Regions from separate parts of the Mus musculus genome. Here region 2 is linked to region 1. Evidence: chromatin contacts called from public Hi-C data. All regions are on one chromosome and are shown on one strand. The core of a region is the stretch at or near the end of the contact, and the rest is flanking DNA. Distances in the headings are between cores, read along the strand shown.

Evidence for each region. A called contact is a pair of places that touch in the nucleus more often than the background predicts.
Region 2: a Hi-C map of muscle stem cells shows a contact between it and region 1, with 2.0 times the contacts expected there. The contact joins two enhancer-like sites. A contact is called at or near these places in 1 of 15 datasets of contacts at CTCF or cohesin (the NIH/3T3 cell line), 8 of 484 Hi-C or Micro-C datasets (the C10 cell line, cerebral cortex, muscle stem cells and 3 more), 4 of 115 datasets of contacts at active chromatin or transcription factors (embryonic stem cells, epiblast stem cells, fibro-adipogenic progenitors and 1 more) and 2 of 9 other capture datasets (adipose tissue and liver).

Annotation. Positions count from the first base shown.
Region 1 is chr7:81,024,547-81,027,585 of GRCm38.p6, reverse strand. Zfp592 (zinc finger protein 592) reads right to left here. Exons shown (of 10, transcript NM_178707.4): 3 at 2,077-3,039. Among named protein-coding and RNA genes, the nearest start is that of Alpk3, 32 kb to the left of the region's middle. Within about 2 kb of position 1,500, at least 14 of the 459 cell types and tissues checked have an H3K27ac peak or open chromatin away from gene starts, as enhancers often do. A contact at or near this core is called in liver and muscle stem cells, where this site is marked.
Region 2 is chr7:81,133,253-81,136,291 of GRCm38.p6, reverse strand. The region is part of intron 8 of Slc28a1 (solute carrier family 28 (sodium-coupled nucleoside transporter), member 1); the gene reads right to left. Among named protein-coding and RNA genes, the nearest start is that of Slc28a1, 20 kb to the right of the region's middle. Within about 2 kb of position 1,596, at least 183 of the 459 cell types and tissues checked have an H3K27ac peak or open chromatin away from gene starts, as enhancers often do. A contact at or near this core is called in liver and muscle stem cells, where this site is marked.

The sequences.
Region 1 (3,039 bases), core at 251-2,750:
TGTTTCCAACACCATGTCTGCCTACCTCTTGCCATGCTTCCTTTCATAATAACAATGGATTAAACAGCTGAACCTGTAAGCCAGGTACAATTAAATGCTTTTTTTTTTTTTTTTTTTTTTTTTTGGTTTTTCAAGACAGGGTTTCTCTGTGTAGTCCTGGACCTCACTTTGTAGACCAGGCTGGCCTCGAACTCAGAAATCCGCCTGCCTCTGCCTCCCAAGTGCTGGGGTTAAAGGCATGCGCCACCACGCCCGGCCGAAATGCTTTTTTTCTGAGTTGCTGTGGTCATGGTGTCTCTTCACAGCAATAAAACCCAATCTAAGACACTTTCTCTTGGGTAATTTTTGTATCCTTCATGGCTGTTTTTCTGTCAACCTGATACAGGCTAGAATTGTCTGGGAAAAAGAACCTCAATTGACCAAATACCTCCATCAGATTGTCTGTGGGCAAGTCTACAAGGCATTTCCTTATTAATGACTGGCATGGAAGGGCCCAGCCCAGGTAGACCAGACTGGACTGTCTCTGCCTCTCACGTGCTAGGATTAAACATGCACCTCCACATGTCTTCTTTAAAATAAAAAATCTATTTATTTTATGTTTATGTGTGTGAGTGTTCTGCCTGCATGTATACGTATATATCATGTACGTGTCTGGTGCCTCTAGAGGTCAGATCCCCTGAAATTGAAGTTATGGGTGTTTGTTAGCCATCAGGTAGGTGCTATATCAATCCAGGGTCCTCTACAAGAACAACAAAGAGCTACCACTCTAATCTCTGATTAGTTTTTATTACGAAAAGAAGAGCAAACTAATACCCACTGAACTAAGGGAACCAAGTGAAGGAGTAAGTTGCCGTGTCTTGAAAGGAGCCCTAGGGATGGCTCAATGGGTAAGAGCACTTGTGTGCAAGCAGCAAGGACCCGAGGTAGAGAGACCACCCCTGGGTGCTGCCCCATGTGAAAATGCTGTGCATGGCTGTGCGAGACTGGAGCCCAGGGCAGAAATGGGCAGGTCCTGGAAACTTGCTGGTCAGTCAACCTAAGCAGAGCAGGGAGCTTCTACACCAAAAAGACCAAAACGTCAAGAAACTAACTCTCTCTCTCTCTCTCTCTCTCTCTCTCTCTCTCTCACACACACACACACACACACACACACCTGAAGGCCTTTCTGTTTTTTAAAGATGAAGTCTTGCTAAGGATAGCCCTCCTGCCTCCAGCTGCAAAGTGTTTTGACTATAACTGTACTAACACAGCTTAAGGCTGCCTTCTTGACACAATCTGCTAGCAATAGCAATAGGGCAGAAAAAGGGTAAGCACCAAGTGCCTTTAAAAACAAACCACATATCTCACCAACTACAGCCAACAATCAGAATAAGCAGAAAAGCTCAACTCCTTTTTTAGACTTAGAGAACATGGATGAAGGATGGAGACCTACAAACCCTCTGCATGGAGCCTACATCCCTACCCACTCTCCTTTCCTCCTCAGCTCTGCCTCTGGCCCTATCTCCAGAGAAATTCTGCTCAACAGCTGTGTACTGAGGGGTGGAATGTTCTTAGAAAACAGACTACTAAGGGACAAACACAGTGATTCATCTACTCCCATCCCCAGGTTCTCGGGGTACTTGCCAAAACCATGTTACCATGGTTGAGAGTCATGGTTGAAAGTCCAGAAAGAGACCTAAGCCCAAACAGGCCTGCATTTGGATCAAACTCACTGCCAATCTGGGTGGAAGTGGAACATGGAGCCTGCCCAGAGAGACAGTTTTGTTTGTTGAGACAGTCTTGATCTGGTCTCAAATTTGCGATCCTTCTGCTTTAGCCTTATAAGTACTACAATTATAAACAAATACCCAATCCCCTGGCTAAGCTCGTTGGATCTCCAGGCTTTCCCCACCAGTATGGGTAGGATTATCTTCCCAAATAAGAAACCAAGTACTCTGTATTCAGATGATATGCTAACCATTAAGCCAGATGTCCCCCTCTAAGACTAAGATTCTACCTCTGCTCCCATTCTAAGTCCCCATCATGGAACTTTATGGGCCTGAGGCTCACCACCCAACAATGTGATGGTCTACTCACTAGCCCCTCGGTTTCCTCTGTTGTCCTCTGGAAATGTGTAGCCAGGACCATATAATCTCGCATCTGCTTGTGACACTCAGGACATTTGGTTCCATACCGGATGAGCCTCACTGGGTCTGGATAAAGTGGCAAGGCTGGAATTACAGAGCTGGCATTGTCCAAAGTGGGGCTGGGTTTGGGGGAGGAAGAAGCGGCTGGGGTTGCTGGTGCAGTGGAGTTCACGGGAGCCGCCACAAACATCTGGTCCGCAGAGATGGGCTTCACAAGCAGCTGAGAGCACTGCATGACAAGTCCCTTGCTCTTGTGGTCACGGGCATGCCGAAGCAGACTGCACTTGTTGAAGAAGAGCAGTGTCTTAGAGCACAGTGTGCACAGCACCTCAATGTGGACACTGCGCCGGCTATAGTGCTGGCTCAGGCTCTTCTCTAAGGCAAACGCGTCTCCGCACTCCAGGCAGCAGTACCCACTGGCCGGCACGTGGATTCTGCTGTCTGCAGGTGGGCTGAGATTTGGCGCATAGAGGGGCACAGGGTTAGAGCTGTGAAGGACCTTGTTGAAGACCTCCACAATTAGAGGGGCGGCCTTTTTCACCTGGTGGACCAGGGGCACTGTCATTTGCGTGACCTGAGGCTGGCTCCGTCTCTGTGCTGAGGACTTGGCAGTCACAGATGCGGCAACACTGTGGGGGACCAAGTTCAAGTTGGCCAAGTGCACAGCTTTGGGCAAGAGACTGGCAGCGGGGGTTGATGCCTGAGGTGCTGTGCTCTGTTGCTTCTTGCTTGCCTGTGAGTTCAGGGCAGATCCTTTTGGGACCCTGGACCCAGAGATGCGGCAGGGAGATGAAGAGTCACTGGTTTTGATCATATTCTCATCCCCTTTTCTGTCACCCTGGGGGCTCCCTGAATGTATGCCTGCCTCAGAAAAGTGCTCTTCCACAGGCATGGCTGTGCCTTCATCCCCTGG
Region 2 (3,039 bases), core at 347-2,846, 110 kb before region 1:
AAGAAAAGAAAAGAAAAGAAAAGAAAAGAGAAAAAAACTCAAAAAAACAAAACATCACAAAAGGGAGTTAGCTAGTTGGCTCAGCCAATAAGGATGCTTGATGCCAACCTGGCCACCTGAGTTTCACCCCTGGGACCCACATGGTAGAAGGTGGAGCCAACTCATTGTTTTCTGACTTCAGCACTGATACTGTGGCATGTGTGTGCCTGCACTCTCACACATATGCAGGCACACACATGCTGAATACATCCTTTAAAACAGCAAAGAAGGCACTACTCCCAAACACTTACACCCCTGTATGCCAGAGCTGTGAGGAATTTGGTTTTCCTTTCCTTTCCTTTCCTTTCCTTTCCTTTCCTTTCCTTTCCTTTCCTTTCCTTTCCTTTCCTTTCCCTTTCTTTTTTTCTTTCTTTCTTTCTTTCTTTCTTTCTTTCTTTCTTTCTTTCCTTCCTTCCTTCCTTCCTTCCTTCCTTCCTTCCTTCCTTCCTTCCTTCCTTCCTTCCTTCTTTCTTTCTTTTTCTTTCTTTCTCTTTCTTTTCCTTCCTTCCTTTTCTTAATTTGCCCATTGGGTAAAAGGGTCTAGGGCTGAGAGGGAACTCTGGGTGGGGACTGCATTTGGAAGCTGGTTCATGAGAAATGCAGTTGAGACTTTCAAGATAGCTCAGCAGGTAACGGCTTGCTACCAAGCCTGATGACCCAAGATCTACCCTGGAGAACCCCACAGGGTAGGACAGAAGCAGCTCCCACAAATTGTCCTCTGACGTCCACGTATACATCGTGTCACACACAACACACCTCCCCAACGCATACCTAGAAAATTAATTAATTAAAAGTAAAAGAAAAAAAAACGGTGATGAGGTCCAGTTGAAGCAACAGAATAAACAGCACTCACAGAAACCCGCTGAAGTGTGCAGAGCAGGACCCTGCAGCCTGCATGGCTAAAGAGAGAGGAGCATAGTGTCTAGGAGACCCAGGACACCAGTTAGAGCGGCTAAAAGGAGAAGGACAGAGGCCATGCAGGCACAGCCAATCATATTCGGGAGCCTCAGCACTTTGGCAAGACAAGTCTTGAGACAGACAGAGACTATGGCACTCAGGGCAGGCCTGGCCAGGTAAAAACAGTGTCAGAGGGAGGATGTGGACACAAACCAGAAGCCAAGTAACACTGAGAGGGAGCAAGAGACCCAGAGATGGTACCAACAGGCAGCACTTCTGGGAGGCCAGGCTGGCAGGGAGGGCCGAAGGGCAGGAGCTGGTTATTGTATTTTGAAAAGGGAGCGTCTTGCACAATCTCTCAGAACAAGTAGATGGTCCTAGGTGGCAGCAAAGATCTGCTCCCACAGCCCAGCTGTGGGGACGAGAAAGAAAAGAGCGGTGGACCTTCCCCTCCCTCTTCCCACCAACACCACAGGCCTCTCTAGACTTGCTCCACTTCCCACCTATTGCTGTGGCTTGCCTGCTGCTGGGGACATCACATGACAGGGAGCATAGATACTGCATTCAGAAACTCCGTTCCTGCCTTCTAACCCCTCCTTGCTAAGGCTTGGAGCTGGAGCTGCTCACAGCTCCGGGGGTGACGTCATTCTGCTCTCCCAGAAGCCAGATGTGAGTCTACTCAGCTGACGCGGTTGACTCTGTGAGGGACTCCAGGGCAACTGGCTGGCTACAGCCCCAGGCTGGAGCTAGGAGGACATGTCCAGGATGGCAGAGTGGGCATCGGAAAGTGTGTTCTAACTGTAGGCGGAGGCTGTTGGTGAGAGGGAAGCTTCATTTGGGGAGAAGGAGTGAATGGTGACGGAGGAAAGGGAAGCAAGGGGGTCTCTAGATGGCTCAGTGGTAAAGCATCTGCCTAGCATGTGTGGCGCAGGAGCTGCAGCACCACGAAGATAAGGAAAAAAAGCACAAAGGAAAATGAGAAGAAAAGAAGGGAGAGGAAAGGAGGGGGCAGGAGGGGAGGGATAGAGGGAAGGGGGAAGGCAGGCAGGCTCCAATTTTCTAAGGTACGTTATGTTATAATGTCCCCGTGGCAAGTATGATCTCACAGCCCAGGAACCACCTCTGGAGAGCCTGGGGTGGTACACAAGCAGTGTGTGTAACTCAGGGCAGTGCTACTGAGGAAGGACTCTTAACTCCTACTATGTGCCTGGAAGGAAGTCCTACTGTGTGTCAGATACTCATTGCTATGTGCTGGCTCACTGATCCTCAAAGCAACTGAGGTGGCTATCACTATCTCCCCTTAAGCAATGGGGTACACTGAGGCTCTGAGGTGCAGGCCACCCATCCAAGGTCACACAGTTGAGAATGGGCAGAGACCACTCAGATGGCTGAGGCATCTGCTCTGGAGAAAGCTTGATTCTCTGCATTCAGGGCTGTGTGTGTCCCTGCTATAGGCGGAATTGTCCAGATTGATGTGATAAAACCAAAGCCCGGGTGACAGGCTCAGACGAGCCATCAGGAGGTGAAGCCCTCATGAATGGGGTCAGTTCCCCTTATGCAAGAGGCCCCAAAGTGCTCCCTCTGTCTTCGAGCACGTGAGGATGGGAGAGGAGTTGACCGTGACCAGGAAGAGGGATTCCTGATCAGAACATGACCCTGGGGGCTCTCTGCTGTCCCTTCCAGCTGCTAGAGCGCTAAGGAGTGGACTCCTGTTGTTTGTGAGCCAGTATGGCTATAGTTTTTAATAAGAGCATCCCACACTCTGAGGACCACGGCTCCAGAGTCTCCACTGTGCCACACCCTTGGAACAACTTCATCCTGCCTGGAAATCAAACCCATGCAAGCTGGCTCTCCTTCCTCCGCCACCCCAAGTCCTTCCTTTCAGCCTTGCCCCTGTCTCTGCTCTCTTCCCACCCCATCTCTGAAAAGAGGACTGTTTACCTGAGGGGATTAAGGTCTGCCTTAGGCAGGTACCCCCAATCTCTCAGGAGATAAAAAGGGGTTTTGGTTTGTTTGTTTGTTTGCTTGTTTGTTTTTACCTCTGGGGCTCCTCAGGAGGAGCAGTTGAACACTGCTTAGCTGAGCAGGTGGGGCCTGTGCCAG